Regions from separate parts of the Mus musculus genome. Here regions 2, 3, 4, 5, 6 and 7 are each linked to region 1. Evidence: chromatin contacts called from public HiChIP or PLAC-seq, capture Hi-C and promoter capture Hi-C data. All regions are on one chromosome and are shown on one strand. Each heading gives the region's core, a stretch centred on a gene start, on an enhancer-like site or on the middle of the called end of the contact. The rest is flanking DNA. Distances are from core to core; before and after follow the strand shown. Region 1 holds the start of A930005H10Rik (RIKEN cDNA A930005H10 gene). Region 2 holds the start of Frrs1 (ferric-chelate reductase 1). Region 3 has its middle 3.6 kb from the start of Gm40128. Region 4 holds the start of Agl (amylo-1,6-glucosidase, 4-alpha-glucanotransferase). Region 5 holds the start of Slc35a3 (solute carrier family 35 (UDP-N-acetylglucosamine (UDP-GlcNAc) transporter), member 3). Region 6 holds the start of Mfsd14a (major facilitator superfamily domain containing 14A). Region 7 holds the start of Trmt13 (tRNA methyltransferase 13).

What was found. Promoter capture Hi-C pulls out the DNA fragments that hold promoters and counts their contacts. HiChIP or PLAC-seq counts read pairs in DNA pulled down with a chosen protein or histone mark. Capture Hi-C pulls out chosen DNA fragments and counts their contacts.
Region 2: a capture Hi-C map of macrophages shows a contact between it and region 1, with 6 times the contacts expected there. The contact joins the promoter of Frrs1 here to the promoter of A930005H10Rik in region 1. A contact is called at or near these places in 4 of 39 promoter capture datasets (hematopoietic stem and progenitor cells, liver, neutrophils and 1 more), 2 of 115 datasets of contacts at active chromatin or transcription factors (bone marrow-derived dendritic cells and microglia) and 2 of 9 other capture datasets (adipose tissue and macrophages).
Region 3: a contact with region 1 is called in an H3K27ac HiChIP or PLAC-seq map of bone marrow-derived dendritic cells, with 5 times the contacts expected there. The contact joins the enhancer-like site here to the promoter of A930005H10Rik in region 1. A contact is called at or near these places in 3 of 39 promoter capture datasets (hematopoietic stem and progenitor cells, pre-B cells and stem cell-derived epiblast-like cells), 1 of 115 datasets of contacts at active chromatin or transcription factors (bone marrow-derived dendritic cells) and 2 of 9 other capture datasets (adipose tissue and macrophages).
Region 4: a contact with region 1 is called in a promoter capture Hi-C map of pre-B cells, with 3 times the contacts expected there. The contact joins the promoter of Agl here to the promoter of A930005H10Rik in region 1. A contact is called at or near these places in 1 of 39 promoter capture datasets (pre-B cells) and 2 of 9 other capture datasets (adipose tissue and liver).
Region 5: a contact with region 1 is called in a promoter capture Hi-C map of adipose tissue, with 3 times the contacts expected there. The contact joins the promoter of Slc35a3 here to the promoter of A930005H10Rik in region 1. A contact is called at or near these places in 1 of 484 Hi-C or Micro-C datasets (B cells), 1 of 115 datasets of contacts at active chromatin or transcription factors (bone marrow-derived macrophages) and 1 of 9 other capture datasets (adipose tissue).
Region 6: a promoter capture Hi-C map of adipose tissue shows a contact between it and region 1. The contact joins the promoter of Mfsd14a here to the promoter of A930005H10Rik in region 1. A contact is called at or near these places in 1 of 39 promoter capture datasets (pre-B cells), 3 of 115 datasets of contacts at active chromatin or transcription factors (the SCID.adh cell line, memory CD8 T cells and pancreatic cancer cells) and 2 of 9 other capture datasets (adipose tissue and liver).
Region 7: a contact with region 1 is called in a promoter capture Hi-C map of liver, with 4 times the contacts expected there. The contact joins the promoter of Trmt13 here to the promoter of A930005H10Rik in region 1. A contact is called at or near these places in 3 of 39 promoter capture datasets (cranial neural crest and liver).

The regions. Positions count from the first base shown.
Region 1 is chr3:115,886,766-115,889,450 of GRCm38.p6, forward strand. A930005H10Rik (RIKEN cDNA A930005H10 gene) reads right to left here and starts at 1,365. Exons shown (of 2, transcript NR_015487.1): 1 at 999-1,365. It overlaps Dph5 (diphthamide biosynthesis 5), which reads left to right and starts at 1,418. Exons shown (of 8, transcript NM_027193.2): 1 at 1,418-1,512; 2 at 1,675-1,832. The coding sequence starts at 1,698.
Region 2 is chr3:116,860,317-116,863,001 of GRCm38.p6, forward strand. Frrs1 (ferric-chelate reductase 1) reads left to right here and starts at 1,364. Exons shown (of 17, transcript NM_009146.3): 1 at 1,364-1,393.
Region 3 is chr3:116,843,763-116,846,447 of GRCm38.p6, forward strand. It overlaps the pseudogene Gm29736. Among named protein-coding and RNA genes, the nearest start is that of Gm40128, 3.6 kb to the left of the region's middle. Within about 2 kb of position 1,334, at least 54 of the 459 cell types and tissues checked have an H3K27ac peak or open chromatin away from gene starts, as enhancers often do. A contact at or near this core is called in bone marrow-derived dendritic cells, hematopoietic stem and progenitor cells and macrophages, where this site is marked.
Region 4 is chr3:116,806,815-116,809,499 of GRCm38.p6, forward strand. Agl (amylo-1,6-glucosidase, 4-alpha-glucanotransferase) reads right to left here and starts at 1,352. Exons shown (of 34, transcript NM_001081326.1): 1 at 1,214-1,352; 2 at 454-603. The coding sequence starts at 535.
Region 5 is chr3:116,710,924-116,713,608 of GRCm38.p6, forward strand. It overlaps Slc35a3 (solute carrier family 35 (UDP-N-acetylglucosamine (UDP-GlcNAc) transporter), member 3), which reads right to left and starts at 1,357. Exons shown (of 8, transcript NM_144902.4): 1 at 1,160-1,357.
Region 6 is chr3:116,661,365-116,664,049 of GRCm38.p6, forward strand. Mfsd14a (major facilitator superfamily domain containing 14A) reads right to left here and starts at 1,313. Exons shown (of 12, transcript NM_008246.2): 1 at 1,031-1,313. The coding sequence starts at 1,114.
Region 7 is chr3:116,613,202-116,615,886 of GRCm38.p6, forward strand. It overlaps Trmt13 (tRNA methyltransferase 13), which reads right to left and starts at 1,386. Exons shown (of 12, transcript NM_030016.3): 1 at 558-1,386. Sass6 (SAS-6 centriolar assembly protein) reads left to right here. Exons shown (of 17, transcript NM_028349.3): 8 at 705-896.

The DNA of each region.
Region 1 (2,685 bases), core at 115-2,614:
GTGTGGGGGGGTGTGGGGGTGTGTGTGGGTGTGCCAGCCTGTGGTGGTCAGGGGAGACCTCTGTGGAGTTGTTTTTCTTCCACCTTTAACTGGGTTCCAGGATTAAACTCAGGTTGTCAGACTTGCGTGACAAGTTCCTTTACCAGCATCTTGATAGCCTTCCTTTGGTTTGTTTGCTCTGTTGACAAGTCTTTTGTCAAATTTCTGGTTTGCAAACATTTTCTCTCAGTGTACGACTTCAGTCTTTTGAAGGGAGTTTTTATTATTAAAGTATGACTTTTTTTCCTCTCTCTTTGCAACATGCCTTTTATAGCATACCTGAGAAATCTCTCCCTGGATAGGTCAGATTTTCTTTTCTTTTCTTTTTTTTTTTTCTTCTGTTATAATTTTAGGTCTTTCCATTTACACCATGATCTATTTTGAGGTGTATGTATTTTAATATGGTGCAAAGAATAAATCAATTTAGTGGGAACAGGGAGAATCAGGTCTTCGTGCACCCTTGGAGGAAAAGGCTAGACTTAAGAAAAATCTGAAAGGCCATTACATTGTGCCAAGAGAAGCAATGAACTGTCTTCCCAACTTGGATAAAGTTACCAGTGAATTTAGGAAGAGCATCTGCAGTGTAAACTTTTCGCTTACTGGAGCTGCGTGTAACCAATCTTTAAGAATCTCTGCAACAACCGCTGAGAGGTTTAAAGCACTTTCCTTTTTGTTATGCGCTTCCCGCCATAGAACTACTTTCTTTTTTAAAATTATCCTTTGGTTAGCATACTAAGTAATGGGCTTCATTATGGCATTTTTCATCCGTATATGTCATCACATTCGTATTTAGTCATCCCTTGAGCACTCTTAAAAGGTCACTCTCCACCGAGGGTGACTAAGGCAGATTCCCTTGAGGCATTCTGGTATCAGATCCCAGGGACAAACCCCTAGAAGGAGTCACAGCCCCCCCCCCCCCCCTGGGAACTTAACAACCACACTCAGCAGGGCAAGCCAACCTGTCCCCTCACCAGGGTGACTTCTGGTTAAATTGCGACAGATCTACAGAGCGGGAATTCAAAGCTGAGCAAACGCGGGGTCGGTCAGGGAAGTCCCTCCGGTTGTTCCTGCCAGTGTGCGTCTGGAGGGCGATTGGGAGCTATCGTCATCAGCCCGGACGCCCTTTGGGGATGTTTGAGTCCTGGCTTGCCGGGAGCGTGGGCACGCTGGGTCCTTTCCAGGCGCACAGCTGGACCCATTCCTGACCCTTGACCTCTGCCCGGGAGTCAGCGAGTCCTGGAGGGCCTTGCGGGGGGTATGCGATCGCTCTATAGCTCGTTCCTGGAGCGGTCTGTCATCTCCGCCTCCTGCCAGTCGTAAAGTGCTGTGAAGGGCTCTGCGCTTTACGGCGCCGTTAGGTGAGACCCGGAAGCTCTGTCTCTGATGGGCACATGGTTTGGGGACTGCAATTATTAAAAGGCTGCAGTGAGACTTTGAGGGACGTCAGCGAATCACCTCCGAGTCTCTAAGCGGGTAATCGGATCACACTTTTAAAAACAGTCATTCCATTATTTTCTAAGAGTATGCAGGAGTGTCGGACGCACGCAGGGTGCCACCTTGGTTTTTATGTTCATCCCTAGACTTTAGGTCCCCGGTGTTAGCTGACGTTTTTCTGTTGTTCACTTCGCTCTGCAGTCTCCCCATCCCTGGAGTTCGGAATGCTTTACTTGATCGGCTTGGGCCTGGGAGATGCCAAGGACATCACAGTCAAGGGCCTGGAAGTTGTGAGACGATGCAGTCGCGTGTATCTGGAAGCCTACACCTCAGTCCTGACTGTAGGGAAGGAAGCCCTGGTACGTGATTAAAGTCCCCAGGCCTCTGGGGAAGACATCTAGCTAGCGTCCGATTCTCCTACCCTAGACTGCACAGACTCTAAGCGTCTGCTTTTTTTTTTTTTTTTTAAGCCCCTGTAAAACACACACCCTGTCCATTAAGATCTACTTCATACTCAGTGACTTGGGAAATGAAACGGTAGTTTGTCCTACTTTACAAGTCTAATTTTGTGCCTTTCTCCAGTAAATAAAAAAAAAAAAGTTATTTTACACTCTTGGGGATAGTTATCAAATCCGTTATTTCATGAGCTAGCCAGACATCCTTTCCGAGTTGAGTGCTAATGAGGTGCTGACACAGGCTTAATGAGTTGCTTATACATTCAGCAAGCGATCTGAAAGCTTCCGTCTTTGAAGTAGTTCCATAGGGAACAGCGATCTCATTTTTTTTTGTCTGCAACATAGCCAAAGAGACCTTACATGTACTCTCCCAGGAAGGCTGTCATTCCCACATGTACATATAGAGTGACTAAGTAACCAGAGGATGTATTAGTGCATTATATACCTTAAACAGGGTAAATATGTAAATAATAGTTACAACAAGAAGGGTCAGTTTCTGCTTGATTGTCAAACTTAAAGTGAACCCTATATTGAGATAAGATGCTGATGTGTTGTTAGAGGAGGAGAGGAAGGTTTTTTTGTTTTGTTTTGTTTTTTTAAATTGTCAAGTCTTCCATATAAAAGTGTGGGCCAGAGAACTTCCGGTCATATCTCTCAGATTCACAACTCAGAATTTTGAAGGTTTCAGGGTTATGTTAAAAATCTTGAATCCTAAATAGGCTTCTTCTTAAGTTGGTCATGAATTAGAAAAAAAAAA
Region 2 (2,685 bases), core at 114-2,613, 970 kb after region 1:
TTTAATGCCCCAAGCTGCTTTAGGTTGGAAACAAGATTTGGGCTCTCATTACTTAAAGCCCCCCTTTTAATTTTCTGGGGCGGTGGCTGCTGCGGGGGTGGGGCGGGTGGGGTTGAGGGTGGGGCGTTTGTTAAATGTTAACAGTTCTTCCTAGGCCGTTCAGAGGTGGGTGTTCTTTCCTATCTCTTCTTTTCAAATGGATCTAAAGAATTTACTGGTGTTGCGCAATGGGTAACCACAGGTCAAAGCCTGCCTCACGATCCTTCCCCCAACCCACACGTCCTCCCAAGTTAGGACGACGTGGTTAACATTTTTCAGATATAGATTTTTTTCCCTAGCACTGAACATGTTCTTTTGCAAAATAATGCAAGGCACAGACTAAAAAGAGACAATGGGAAGCCACAGCCACACGCATTTCAAGTTGTACTTTACAAAAAGAAATCTCGAAAGAGTCCTTTCAACTTTTATAATTTGTGCACTTTGGGTGGTGGTAGTGCAGACCTTTAATCCTGGCAATGTGGAGGCAGAGGCAGGAGGATCCCTGTGAGTTTGAGACCCGACTGGTCTACACAGCTAGTTCTAGAACAGCCAAGGCTACACAGAGAAACAGTGTCTCACACCCCCCCCACCAAAAACAAAACAAAACAAAACTGTGCGCTACGATTTCTTTACAAAATTTTGTAGGTAACTAAATAGTATGTGGAGTGCTGCTAGATTTAAGAAAAAAAAAAAAAAAAAAAAAAAAAGGGTGGGGTGGGGAGAAGGACTAAAGCTGGGAGTGGTGGTCCACCCATTTAACCCAGAAGGCGGCAGAGGCACAGCTAAGGCTGCTGCACAGAGAAACCCGGTCTCAAAACAAAAACAAAGGGGGCGGAGGTGGTCCTGTAAATTCTCACGGTGAACTTCAATTCTATATTTAGCCAGTCATTAAAAAGCAAACCAAACCAAGCCATCAGCATGCCTGTGGTACTGCGTACTTCAGTACTCACACTGCTAACTGAAATTGCAGTGGAACTGGGTATCCTACTTATTTGCTGAATATGGCTACCTCGCTCAGGCAGGAGGAGCAGGTGCCTTTGTCTTTGAGTCACAGGCAACAGGTATGCATTCAAATAGGCTGGTAGAGAAAACCAAGGAAAGTGTAATTTGCTCAGTGCAACAGTAGCTAGTGAGTTAAAAACACGCAGAGCGTTTTTATTTTTTAGAAACAGAACCCTTCTAGTTTCACATGTGCAGTCCTAAAGCCCATCCCGGGCTCGGAAACCAGGTAGGGCAGCTTGGGTCGCCAGCCTTCCCTGCCGGTTTCCCAGTAAGCTGGCTCCGCCTAGTTGCAGCTCCGCGGTACCCGCCGGAGCCAAGCCGGAAGTTGCTCAGGCTGCCTCTGCTGCTCAAGGTAAGAGCCCGTTCTGTTTAGTTTTCTGTGTCAAGACTCTTGGTAAAGCTTATAAAAATCAGAGCTAGCTGGGCGACGGCGGCGAGAGCAGGCACCTTGCGTGGTCTGGCAGTCAGGAGGCTGGAGGAGGGCTGCGCTCGCCGGCAGGGTTGTCTTGATCTGTCTAGCGATTTAGTTTCCCAATATGCCTCGTGACTTTGACTAAAGAGCCCTAATCCCCAAAATGGGGTAGTTGTAAGGACAGACGAGCATGAGGGCCCGAAAAGTATTGACTTTAATTTGTGCTCCATAAGAAAAATTGAACAACGGAAACTTGACTTTTGCATTGAAACCTAATGTCATAGTTTGCCCATGTGCGAGTTACTCGTGTGTGTGTGTGTGTGTGTGTGTGTGTGTGTGTGTGTGTGTTCTTATGTCTGTGCATGTCCAGCAGCCTCTTCTCTTCTCCTTTCTTTTCTTTCCTTTCCTTTTTTTCTCTTCTCTTCTCTTCTCTTCTCTTCTCTTCTCTTCTCTTCTCTTCTCTTCTCTTCTCTTCTCTTTTCTCTTCTCTTCCTCCTCTTCTCGTCTCGTCTCGTCTCGCTCTTCTCTTCTCTTCTCTTCTCTTCTCTCCCTCTCCCTCTCCCTCTCCCTCTCCCTCTCCCTCTCCCTCTCCCTCGCTTTTCTTTCCTTTCCTTTTTTCTTTCCATAATGTCTAAGGTCAAAGGGAAAATTTCAACTAACAAATGTGCTTTCTGGAATTTCTCCTAACATAGCTAAACTTTAAACTTTCAGTTCAGCTACAGGTATGTAAGTCTGCAATGGTGGAGGAAAATGTGATACAAGTTTCTATTAGCTAATAGTACATTTCTAAGAAAAGAACACTTACTTCAGGTTGGTACAACTAGGCAAGATTCCAAGGAAAGAAGGCTATTTTATCCGGAGCCCTGGCTTAGGATCTCATTAAGTAGCCTTAGCTGTCCTGGAACTTTCTCTATAGAACAGGTTGGTCTCAAACTTACAGAGATCTGCTTGCCTCTGCCTTCTGACTACTATGATTAATAGTGTGTGCCTGGTTAGGTGTTTTATTTAATTCTTACAAAGTAGTTTTTTTTTTTTTTTTTTTTTTTTTTTTTAAACTGGTACTGCCTCCAAAAATAAGAAGCCTAAGTGAGAGTGAGAATAAATAATTTGCTCTGGGTCACAACAGTGGTCCCTGACAGGTGATAATGGGTAAATGGATCAAGGTAGGGGAGATGTTCAGAGAACCTGATGACCAGAGTGCAACCCTTAGGTTGTACATGATGGAAGGAGAG
Region 3 (2,685 bases), core at 84-2,583, 960 kb after region 1:
ATGGATACATAACTATCACACTCACAGACACGGATACATAACTATCACACTCACAGACATGGATACATAACTATCACACTCACAGACATGGATACATAACTATCACACTCACAGACACGGATACATAACGATCACACTCACAGACATGTATGAATAACTAAAAATAAAAATCTCTATGAGAAGATAAGAACTATATTTTATTTTAGAGAACTGGAAGGTGAAGAGGGTTTCGAAGATGCACCCAAACTATTATGTAAGGGAAGATAAATCCAGAGAGCATAACTGTTGCAGAGTGACGAAATGTTGGAAGCTTAGGATGAAGAGGTGGAGGTAAAGGAAGTTAGAAACAGACAGATTTGCCTTTGTGTGTTGGTGGTTGCCTTACTCCCACTCACAAGGCAGAAGGTTGGAGACTTAGAAGCCAGCCTGGGAGACTATGTTTCAAGAAAAGAAATGAACACAACTAATGGGAAATATATTTTTGGCATATTTTAAAGACTCAGAGAGAGGGTGATTTGTTAAGGCCCAGAATCTGAGGAAAGAGTAAGAAAAGTGCAATAAAAATAGGTAATTCCGCCAGGCGTGGTGGCGCACGCCTTTAATCCCAGCACTCGGGAGGCAGAGGCAGGTGGATTTCTGAGTTCGAGGCCAGCCTGGTCTACAAAGTGAGTTCCAGGACAGCCAGAGCTATACAGAGAAACCCTGTCTCGAAAACAACAACAACAACAACAACAACAACAACAACAACAACAACAACAACAACAACAAAAAGGTAATTCCGCCCCTTCCCCTGGCTGGCAGCGCGGAGGCCACACGATGCCTGGAGTTACTGTAAAAGACGTTAACCAGCTGGAGTTCACCAGAGCTCTGGCAGCTTTCTTCAAAAAGTCCGGGTGGACACAAACATATAGAGCTTGCCCCATATGATGAGAACTGGTTCTACACATGAGCTGCTTCCACAGCTCAGCACCTGTACCTCCGCGGTGGTGCAGAGGTTGCTTCCATGACCAAGATCTACGGAGGACGGCAGAGAAAAGGTGTCAGACCCAGCCACTTCAGCAGAGGCTTTAAGAGTGTCCTCCAAGCCCTGGAGGGGCTGAAAATGGTGGGAAAGGACCAAGATGGGGGCAGCAAGCTAACACCTCAGGGACAGAGAGATCTGGACAGGATCGGCAGCGGCCAACAAGAAGCATTAGAACAAAGGATGCTGGGTTAATAAATTGCCTCATTCATTTAGGAAAAAAAAAAGGTAATTCCTGGGTGTTAGCCAGAAGAGTTGGGAAATAGAGCTATCTATAGAAATGGGGAAGTTGTTGGAAAGGGAGGAGCAGTACTGAAGGGCGGGGAGTTCAAGGTTGGGTATATTAACTTCTATATACTTGGCAGTATCTTGTATCTGTAAGTCTTCAGCGGAGATTCCAATTGAAAGGTGGAGAGATAGAAACCTAGGCAAGGAGTGAGCCTCGGGGCGCTGAGATTTCTAGGTTGGGAAGAAGTGAATTCAGAGCAGGAATTTGGATTGTGACAGAAAACATGAAAAAAAAAAAAAAAGAACAGAATAGTGAAAAACAATTATAGGTAGCTTGAGAGATGACTCAGCGGGTAACTGATTTAAAGGGTTGCAGATGGTGGTATGAACCAGAAACTGCAGCACTGGGGGAGTGAAGACAAGGCGGATCTCTGGATTAGCCTGTCTGCTAGCCTGCTACTCAAACGTAACAGGTGAGCCCAAAGCCAGTGACACTAATCTCAAAAAAGAAGGGCGATGAGGCTGGAGAGATGGCTCAGTGGTTAAAAGCACTTGGTGCTCTTTCTTAGGACCTGGGTTTGGGTCCCAACACCAGCATGGTAGTTCACAAGTATCTGTAACTTCGGAGTCCTGGGAATTGGTACCCAAACAAGCTCTCAACACGCTTGTAACCTGAGAGCAGCTCTCACAAAGTTCTTAAGCAATTTTATCAATTTTTAATTTACATTAATGGTCAGCAATAATGCGTCATTACTACTTGGTAGATGCCGTAAAGTACTCCACAGGTTTCTTGATCCAGAAGGTGGAATGATCCTAAGAAGTTGTATTGTGGGGCTGGAGAGATAAATTAGCAGTTAAAGAGCACTGACTGCTCTGCCAAAGGTCCTGAGTTGAATTCCCACTAATCATATGGTGGTTTACAACCATCTGTAATGGGATCCAATGCCCTCTTCTAGCGTGTGTCTAAAGACAACAGTGTACTCATATAAATAAATAAGTAAATAAATAAAAAGAAGAAGTCATATTTCTAAATTCCCTGGAAATGCTTGGGGAGCAATACTTTTGTGAGGGCTAAAGTTATGATTTCTAAGTTTTAATTATTTTGCCTAAGAGAACTATAAAATAAAAATGCCTTTAACCAGTAAACCCCTCTTGCCCAAGGACAGATAAAATCGTAAAGGCCATTTGCCCAAGAACAGATAACTTCCTGGAATGCCGGAGGCTGTTGCTCATGCAAGATAACAATGATTGAGTTTTCACTTCTGTAAACAAGGTAGGTTGCTCCAACCTACCAGGATGCGCTTGATAACAGGTCGGTGGGAGGAGCATAAGCAGGAAGTATATCAAGATGCATGTTTGCTTCTGATTAGATGAAGGAAGGAAGCCTTGTGTGTTTTGTTTTTATAAGCATCTGACTAATGTAATTTGGAGACATT
Region 4 (2,685 bases), core at 102-2,601, 920 kb after region 1:
ACGCACTCTCTACCACTTCTTTTTCTCCCTAAGGTAGGGACTGAACCCAGGCTAGGCACAAGTTCTACCCACGAGGGACTTCCTATAACCTGTAGTGTCTGCCTCCGGTGGTCGTCTGCAGCAAGATGAGCTGAGCTATCTTTGTGCTAACGTGACAGGTCTATTCTTAATCAACATTCATTCCTCACCACCAATGTACCTACCATTTTGGCACAAATCAAGATCTATGAAATTTCAGCTAACTTAAAGTTATTTGAGTGCGCGAGTGTGTGTGTGTGTGTGTGTGTGTGTGTGTCTGTTCATGCAGAGGACTGAATCTACAGCCTCATTTATGCTAAGCATGCATTCTACCTGCCAACACCCAGTCCCTAATTTTAAGTTAAAAAAAAATCTAATAGAACGCCAATGCATTAAAAGACATAAAAAGAGCTAATCAAACAACTTGCAACGGACCTTGTTCAAGTCTGAAGAGGGTCTTCTCTAGCTTCTCCATCTCGTTCAGTAGTAAAATTCGAATCTGCTTACTGTGTTCCATTTTGGCTTCTGGAGGATTCGAACTCTTTCCGTAGAACTAAAAGGACTCCAAAGTGGAATGAGTTACCCCTATAAAACAAAGTGGAATTATTTAAAAAAAAAAAAAAAAGGAGAAGAAGAAGAAAAAAAAAAAGAAAGAAAGAAAGAAAAGAAAAGAAAATATGACCTAAAACTCTCTGGAGTTGACAGCGGCACTTACATGTCCTAGATAGGTTTAAAGCCAAGAAGAGCAATGAGAAAGAGCAAAATCTTGTCAGTAAAGCCCAACAAGGGAGAAGTTTCTTCTCTCTTGGAGCAGAATAAGAAAGCCTGAAGCAAAGATGTAGAGTCTTACACTCAGTTCAAAACAGAGCAGACCAACAAAACCCCTAAAGCATTCTCAGAGAAAAGCAATGCATCCGCGAAAACCCTGGAGTTCAGTGGCATAAATTCCGTTCCTGAGCCAGGGGGCCCTGAAAACTCCAAATGGCACTGTAGCCTCCAGCAGATCAGGCTGCTGAACAGGTGGAAGAGCGCCCAGTTCCCAAATTCGGGTCTGAAGCCACCAATAGGGAGGTGATTGGAGAGGTTAGCAGTTGCTGTCCCGGGAATAGCTGCGGCGGCGGTGGCATGCGATGTACAGAGCGGCTATAGATAGAAGGAATGCGCGTCCGGAGACGGACGCATTCCAGGCACTTACGAGCGGGATAGACGTGCGGCGTCGGGAGCGGGAGCCGGAGCCGGGTACAGCGGGAACGCCGGACGCAGCGGCGGCCCGGGGAGGGCAGGGCGGCCGTGAAGGGCACGGGGAGGGGCGCCGGGACCCGGGCCAGGGGACAGTGACAGGCCAGGGCCGCCGAGACTCCGCCCCCCGCGGCCGGAGGACGTGCCGACTCCGCTGGGCCCCGGACTAGCCTGGGGGGCGTGGCCCTGCCTCCCCGCCCACTTCCGGGAGCCATCGCCCCCGCTAGCACAGACCACTGATCTCGCGAGAGGTGGGCACGGCTTGTGGGTTTGAGGGGGTCTGGGCTTTGGGAACTGTCATTGCCCTGATGTGCGATCGCTCTGCCTCTCTAGGAAAAGTGAGTTCAAGAGCGAAGAAGAGCTGGGATAATGTTTAGTTAGGGACGTTCTTTCTGGGAAGAAAATGCAAAGTTGGGAAAACCAAGTTTCTTAAAATTCCCTGCTTGGCTTCATTAACCTTGTGACACACTGGTCGCTGGGAAGAGGGGACCTCAGCTAAGGAACTGCCTCCATCAGATTGGCCTGTGGGCTTGTGCATGGGAGCATTTTCTTGTTTTATGGTTGCTATATGGGAGGAAAATAGGCATGGCCACCCCTGGGCAGATGGGCCTTAGTTCCATAGGTAAACAGGCGGCCCAGCCCGGGAGGAGCAAGCCAGCAAGCTGCACTTCTCTATGGTCTCTGCTTGAGGTCCTGCCTCTGGGTCTTTCTCGTTGAGTTCCTGCTTTAACTTCCTCCAATAGAGCACTGTGACCAGGAAGTGTAAGCCAAACACTTTCTTTCCCCAACTTGCTTTTGGTTCAGGGTTTTGTCACAGCAAACATGCATTTTTATTTTTTATTTATTTTTATTATTATTATTTGGTTACCGTTGATTTAAAGACAAGGAAACAGACTCCCTCAAAGGTTAAGTAACATGCTTAAAGCCGCTTCATGAACAACGGAGTGTATGTGATTTCAAGTACATTCCCGATGATTTTGGTTCACTAAACCCTTCATCTAAGGTTGGCATTATTTTCCGTGGCTTGATATCAATAAGGACTTGGTAAAATGGAAGAATGAGTGTGCATTCTAGCTTATAAAGACGTTCTGGTTTTTCTGTGACAGTCATCTCAAGATTTCTCCTTCAGGTCTGATGTTCCCTTAGGCGTCTCTTCTGCTGTGTTCCTAGGAAGTGTGGAGGCCAGAGTGCGCCCTCTGTGAACTGGCTACAAACTCCTGCTTGACCATGAAATCCCCCAGTTGAAGGCTGCCTGCTAGACTAATGAACCCAGCAGGTCTTCGTTTGGGGAGGGTTGAAGAATGGGAGCCGGTGACTCAGATACCACACTCTATCGCTGTATGTTGGGTTTCTCTGATTTTCTTTTTTAAATGTAGATTACCCAAAGCGTTCTGATCCATAACTTCTCCATCTGAAATGTGGAGCATG
Region 5 (2,685 bases), core at 107-2,606, 820 kb after region 1:
ATTGTCGCTGAGTATTTCTGAGAGAACTGTCAGAGAGTGGCATTAAATCTCCAGCTTCAAAAAGCGATTGCAAAGAACTAAAATTACAGCTCAGTGACAGAGTGCTCCGTCAATTCCCACGGGGTTCACTGCCCAGCACAGCCACACACAGTGAAGAGGGGGCAGGAGTGGGGGTGTGTGGGTGGATGAAGAGAACCAGGAGATAGTGAGACAGAGAAGAGAGGGGGCCCTGCTCATGCGTGTGCTATCAGGTCAGGCGTAGTTCCAAGGCAGAAAGACTTAAAGCTGCAAGTTCCGTTTTGGAAGCTATTGGTATGGTGCACCTGAAAGTGACCAGAAAATAAGGGCAGATGCGGTAGGAAAAAATTTAAAGGGAGGGAAGTTAGTCAGACGCATAAACGTAGGAGTCATTCATTTGAAAGCAAGCAACTTGAGTTAGTAGCAACGGAATGAAGACGTGAGAAACAACCAAACATTACCTGTAACTACCAAAATAAGTGTCTACAAAGACTCAACTCAGGTGCCATCTTCAAATATTGCGTTTAATAGGATATAATAAAGGGCACACTCCTATAAGTGCCTTGCTACAGTTAAAACCCATTACTTCGTTTAATATCCCTTAATTAATCTGAACTAGCAGAAACTTGAGTTAGCTTAAATAAAATGTTCACTAAGCTCCCCACTCTTCAATACTTAGAACCCCTGCAAACTCTCGCCACACACACTGATGGACACCCATCGCCTTCGGTCTAGACTTACCACGGGCACCCTTTCCATCTCTCCAAGTCCCTGCAGCTTCTTGACTACACCGTCCTTTCTCACCGAGCAGACTCGTCCCTAGCCCGGGGTCACAGGCTGAGCCGGAGCTCCCGAAATGACCGCGGAAGGACAGGCCGCCAGCCTGGCCCCCAAGGCACTTGGCCCGCCAGTCTGGAGCTTGCAGGCACACTGCCTGCCACACCCCTCCCCTCCCGACCTTTTCCTCCTCCACCCAGAACGTTTCGGCACGTCCAGGCCGGAGGTACAAGGCGCCCATTCATCTACTCCTCATAAACTAGGGCTGCAGCCGTCCGCTGTGGTCCCGGTGGCCTCAACCGCCCCGCGCCCTCCCAGCCCGGCCTCGGCGTCCCGCCAGCTTCCCCCAGCGCCCTCCGCTCACCCGCCGTGCGGCTCGGCCAGCTGCCCGCACTGGAGCCCCGGGCTCCGCGACGCCGGGAGACCCAGGCTGCCGAGCCCGTCGGCTCCGCCGCGTCCGCTGACCCGCAGCACCGCCGGCTCCCGCCGGCTCTGTGGCCCGGACCGCTTCGGTGAGGCCCAGGCGTTTCCGGGTTCCCGCGGTCCGGTCCGCCAAAGGATCCGGCTTCCGCCTCGGCCCCGGCAAACGCCGTTCCCTGTTCGGCTCCGGGGGCCCCAGCTTCGCGCTTGCGGGACGCGTCCCTGAGGCGACCCCAACCGCGGCTGCTCCTCGCGCAGCTCCCGTGACAGTCTCACGGTCGCCGGAGAGTTTGATAGGAAGGTGTCTCTCTCCCCACAGTCCTGCGGCAGAAAGTGGCGGGATGATCTGTCACTTAAGGAAGGGGACAAAGTCCTTTGGATCAAAGAACTCTGATGAGAACCGGGAGGCGGATCTTGGCTCCTGAAAATGACCACCAGTGAGTTGAAAACAAGATTATACCTGGTGCAGGTTACCAACCTTAGTCTAGGAGCCAGCTGGTTCGGTTAGGAATGATCCCTGTCCCCCACCCTGGGAGACCTGGAAGAGTGTCAGGAACGCAGAATGGGCTTAGTGTCACTAACCAGGGGAAAGGTGAAGAGAGAAAGAGAGCAATTTACCTCTTCCTGTCTGCAAGAATCTCATGCATATTACGTTTCAGTCTGCTAATGTATTTCCAAAAGTTCCCAACCACTGTAGCCATTGCTGGCTGTGGACAGGCTGAAATGTAATATTCTGGGTCCGGATTGATCATCGGATACAGCAGATTTATCCCTTCCCTGTTAAAACAATGCTCCTAGAATTAAGCTTACGCTTCTTTGCGTGGCAAATGATTAAAACCATCCATTAGGGAAGCATCGTTAGAAAACAACGGAGAAAAATAAAATTAAATGACTGTTAGCACATGATGCCTCGCTTAAATGTTTGTGTAATCCGACCTTCAGAAAACTTCTGGGGGATGGAATGTGGATTAGATCTTGATATTTGCTAGGGTCCGAACCTAAAACGTCCCCCAAAGATTCATCATGTGGTAAAGGTTTGGTTGCCAGCTAATGGACTTTGATGTTGGGGGAAGTGAATGGATAGTGAACCTCTGACCTAAGCCACTGATGTATTAAATCTTTGAAGGTATTATTAGGAGATGGTGTAAATGGTGGCACAAGCCTATTTGGAAGAAGTGGGTCGCTGAGGGTGTGTCTTAACCTAGCCTTTCCTCTAGCTCTCTTTGCAGCCTGTATGCTTTTTTTGGTAAATAACTGCCCCAGTACATAAGTTCCAACCAGAGACCCAGAGGCAATGAAACCTAGTCACCATGAACCAAAACATCTGAAACGATGATGTTTCAGGGAGGACTAATAAGTCCTCCCTCTAAGTGGCTTTCTCAGGCAAAAAGAAAGTAACAAATACAATACTTCTTATACTTCTTACTTTTTTTTTTTTTTTGACGGGGTCTCACATTGTAGCTCAGGATG
Region 6 (2,685 bases), core at 63-2,562, 770 kb after region 1:
ACTAATAAATCTGACAGTTAACTGAACATATTCCGAAATCGTTCCATATGTCCCAAGCTTTCTAAATGATGGCAGTTGGACTAGGCCATGTTCTCAAATGTCAAAAGAAAGTTGTCATTTATTTCAAACTGATTTCAGCAAATCCTCCGCGGTGGCCTACTTACATATTTAGTGCTTTGCTAGCATTGATCAAGGCTCCATTAAACTACAAACAAATGGAAAGAAACAATGTCTGCAACTTCACCACAGAGACACATCTTACTTTTCCATTCTATTTCGGAACGCGATACCAAAGGAGTCAGCAAAGATCAGAGTGTAACGCTACAAACACACAGCACAACAAAAGTGTACGTTTGTTTTCCAATGACAAATCCTATATCGACGTCTGGTAGCACACTGCACAGTGCATAAAGTTTTCTGCGAGTAACGACTGTCTAAAAGGCACATTTTTAGCCTCAGTCCGCCTGCCAGAATCTGTCTCCGATCCTCACGCCATGACCAATTCTAAAGACTTATTTTGAGGCACAAGGTGAAGATTTCTCTAACGGAGAGGGCCCCAGGGAAGGTCAGGCTTCCGACGCCGGGAGAGGGGACGAGCCCACTCCCCGACAAGGTAGCCGAACAGCTCCAAGCCGCTGCTCCGGCTCCCGGCGACCGCGATGGGACAACGCACGTACCCTGGCCCAGCGGGCCGCGGCGGCGGCCACCCGCCACAGCATACGGAGCGCAAGGCTGCCCAGCCTCCCCGCGCGCCGCGCTGGGCCTGGCGAGGCTGCGGAGGGGCCGCCGCCTCCTCCCCGAGGCCGGGCGCACGTGGGCCGAGGCCGCAGGCTCCGAGACGCAGTGCCCCGCCGGAGGTACCAGCAGCGTCCAGGGGAGCCAGGCCGCGGAGGCCGCAGGCCGAGACCGCGGCAGCGCCGGCGGCACGGAAGGGCAGGGCGCTCTCGGCCCAGCGAAGGCGGAAGCGGGGGGAAGAGCGAGCCGGGCCCGCACCCGGGCCGTCCTGCGGCGCGGAACCAGCAGCACTCACCGTGCCTCCGTCCTTAATGATGATCTTTTTGGCCAGCATGATACTGCGGTTCGCGGCCCGTTTCTTTTTCTTCCCCTGGGTCATTTTACCATCCTCGACTCCCGGCGCTGCAGCAGCCACTCAGGGGGCGGGCGGCCCCAGCGGCGAGTGCGGTCCCGCCACTACTGCCGGGCCGAGCCGCTCAGGGCGCACGCCGCCATCTTGAGGGCCCGGCCTGCCTCGGGCGGCGCGTCACATCGTGCGATCGGCTGAGTCGCTCGCCACGCCCCCGTGACGCAGCCACGCCCCCGCAGTGCGGGCACGCCCCTCCAACCCTGCAATAGCGGAGGACTGGGAGGTGCCGCGGGAGCGGGTGGAGCCAGGTGCTTTGGCTGCCTAGCTTTTGCCCTCTAAGGCGCTGAGCGATGGCTATTTTAACAGTTTTTCCTTCACAGATGAACTCAAGTTCCGAAAAGTTTTTACCTACTCAAATCTGACAAATAGTTTCTCAGATGCTCAGGCGTCCCAGGCTAATAGCATCCGCATCAAATGCATCCCCACCAAAACAGAATTGAAGGGGACAACGGGAAAGTTTTCCAGGAATGGTCAGTAGCAGGTAGAGGAGTTTTAGCTGTTGATCTGATGCCCAGCTAGGTCATGCTGGCTTACATACCCCCACGTACCAGTACATTCTCTCCCAGTGTAAACTAGATGCCATACTTTATAGGCTTTTAAAAATTGGTTTGACTAGAAGACTGGTAGAAAGAGCAGACAGGTGGAATATGAAATGTGATATTAACAGTACTGACATTTACTTTGAGGCAGCACATTATGTAGACCAGGCTGGCCTCAAACTGAGAGATCTCCCTGACTACCTCCCATATTGTGATCAAAGTCATGTGCCACCATGTCTAGCAAAGTCTTCATTTTGGTAACTGTTGGAAAACTTTCCTTTAAATATACCTTCAGTGCTAGGTATGAACGAGCACAACACATGCTTTCCCCCATCAAACTGTTCGATAAAGGGGAACTGGAAACAAACCAAACTGTGGCAACAGCGATCCTGGATGTGGTGGCTCTAAGTAAGATAAATGTTCCCAAACTCAGTGATATTCCTCCCTGGGAGAAGTGGAAGGGGCTCCCTCCCTCTCCTGGCTTGTGGCCTGGTTAGTGATGGATGACCTTGTTTTAACAGGGCAAAGCAGAAATGACAGCACTGACTTTAGAGGAGAGGTCATAAAAGGTACTGTATGTTTTTGCTAGGCTCTTCATTTACTCCAGTCAGGGGTTGCCGATTGTTATGCCATAATACCAGAGGAACTATGGAGAGGTGCTGCCGTTGAGCTGAAATCTCCTTCAAAGCTTTGTGGATTATCTTGGAACGAGATCCTCTATGCCTGGTCAAGCCTTGAGCTGACTGCAAACTTTATGAGACCTTCAGCTATGAATACCCAGCTTAGCCACATTACTGGGATGGGGCTGTAGCTGGTTCTTTTGGAGTGCTTTTCCTGTAAGCATAGGGCTGCGGATTCTATCACCAACAATCAGTGAACCCAGCATAGAAGTGGATGCCTAGATCCTGGCATGAAGGAGAATCAGGAATTCAAGGACAAATCTGAGAGCAGCCTGGGTGTGGGTGGATTCTTCAGGCCACTGAACATCAGGCTATTTATTAC
Region 7 (2,685 bases), core at 136-2,635, 730 kb after region 1:
TGTGTATATATATGTGATGCAGACAGTTGTAGAGTGTTGTTTAGGGAATAATAGCAGAAAAATCTGTACATCACAATACAGATAAAACTACATGGTACAAGAGTGAGCCATTGGGTAAATGACACTCCAGCGATGAGTTCTGAGTGACTGAGATCTGTGGCACAGGGCTCTAGTGAGTGTAGCTGCATACTTCCCCTCCTCCTTTGAGACAGGGTCTCTGTGTAACCCTGGCTGTCCTGGAACTCAGATTCTCTGCCCTCTACCTTCCGAGTGCTAGGATTAAAGGAGTTTACCCGCATGCCTGGGCCCCCCTCTTTTTTTTTTTTTTTTTTTTATTTACATTTTTATTAAATAATATTTGTGACTGGGGATTTTATATATTTTTGCTCCCTCCAAGTAAGACTGTCTACTTGTACTCTGGTTAGGCTATTTTTTAAGACAGAGTATTGTGTAGCCCAGGCTGGCCTCAGTCTTGCTGTGTAGCAGGGAGTGACTTTGAAGTTCTGGTCCTTGGATCACACCTTCTCAGGGTTGGGAATTACCTTTGTTTACCTTACCTGCTCTTTCGTGAAATCTGTAATTAGACTTCTTCTAAGCAGGGAAATTGGAAAACGATGAAGAAATTAGGATGAAGAAATGATGTTTTGTTTTTTCTGATCTTTATACTTCTGCTCTTTCTCCTTTGACATACTGCTCTATAATAGACCCAAGTTCAGTGCCAACAGCAGCACGAGCAACAGAAAAAGGAACTGGAAACCCTCCATCAACGGAATATCCACCAGCTACAAAGCAGATTGTCCGAGTTAGAGGCAGCTAATAAAGAGCTCACCGAGAGGAAGTATAAAGGAGACTCGACTGTCCGAGAGCTAAAGGCGAAGCTGGCTGGCGTGGAAGAGGTATCCCGTGCTGGCTGCTGTTGCGGGCTCCCTCGGCTTTAGTGTGGCTACTGTGCTGCTCAGTGGCTGCTGTTCCCTTGGATGCTCTGCACAGAACTTCTGTCCCTACAGTGATCATCTCACTGCAGAGAAAACAGGGAGTGGCAAGTGTGATGACGGAGCTGGTTCAGGACAGCATGGAAACAGACTGGGTATTTTAGTGTGGAGTTGGAATATTCACGGGAGCAGCCCTCAGATCCTTTCAGTTCCTTTTAATATTACTGCAGTGTCTGTGTCTCACAGCGTTGGCAAGTGTAGTCCAGCAGCTCTATGAAGTGGAACGACCAGTGAGGATACTACTGCTAGACAGTAGCTGTTGCTTACTGAGCATGTGCGAGGTAACCACAGACACTGTGGAAGTGACTTCCAGAAATGAACCCCGTATTTAGGTGCCACCCTTAACCTCACTGCAGAGATGCTGAGGCTGCAACACAGAGTTCTGTTGTTACTCGCTTGCTCCAGCCAGGGAAAGAGAGGGGTGTAACCCGGCTGTTGTTTGCCTGTCTTTCTTTCCAGCACACAGAAATGTTTGTTTTGCCCTGCTGGGGTTTAACCCAGGGCCTTCTGCATACTTGGCAAGTGCTCTGCAGTGAGCTTCAAACCTTGCACATCAGAGAAATGTAAACAGTGTTGGTGTTTGCTACAGCACATCTGTGCGTGCCTTGGCACGAGTGATAGTCTCTATTAGTAGAAGTTATTTTCAGATTTATTTGTATGTATTTTGAGACAGGGTTTCCTGTGTCCCCGAGATTGGCTTCAGACTCCTGATCTCAAAGCGGCTTTGCCTTACTTAGTAGGTGGACCAGAGGCCTGTGCCGCCATTTCTGATTTTTGTTTGTTTGCTTTGTTTTTTGAGATAGAGTTTCTGTGTATTCCTGGAAGTCCTGGAACTCTGTAGACCAAGCTAGCTTTGAACTCAGAGATCTGCTTACCTCTAACTCCCAAGTGATGGGATTAAAGGTGTGTGGCACCATGCTTAGCTTGTTTCTGGTTGTTAAGGTCTTTGTGTTTAACAACAGAGATAATCAACATTCTGTTTCATTATAATGTTTAGACGCTAAAGCTCCACCCATTTTATGTGTAGATCCTTGAAACATTCTGCACCAACAATAGCTGTGTGTGTGGATTTCTATCCTATACCCTTCCTGTAGTAGTGCAGCATTTCTGACATCACACTTGGTACCTTAGTAGATCAATGGCTTCATTATAATGCTATATGATTTCTCCCATCTAAATCCCCAAACTAGCTAGTATATTAATAATCTTACTATGTTGTTTGTTTTTGTTTTGGGGATTTTTTTTGGTTTTGGTTTTTCCAGTGAGAGTTTTCTGTGTAGCCCTGGCTGCCCTGGAACTCTGTAGATAAGGCTGGCCTCAAACTCAGAGATTGTCCTTTATCTCTCTCTCTCTCTCTCTCTCTCTCTCTCTCTCTTGAGTGCAGGGATTAAAGGCTTGTGCTGCCACCACCACCTGGCAATTATGTTTTTATATAACCTCATTGTGGTAGTTATCTTTGTACCGGTGACAAAATATTACGTAAACAACTTAAGGGAGAGGCATTTATTTTGGCTCACCATTTCAGAAGCTTCATTTTGGCTGTGCATAGGATTCAGTGCCTTGGAGTTGGGACATGTGGTACTCATTTCACATGGACAGAAAGTGGTTAGGGGAACTGTGACAACACAGTGACATGCCAGGATACATCTCTTGAGGACATGTTTCCAGCGACTTGACTTCCTTTACTAAGCCC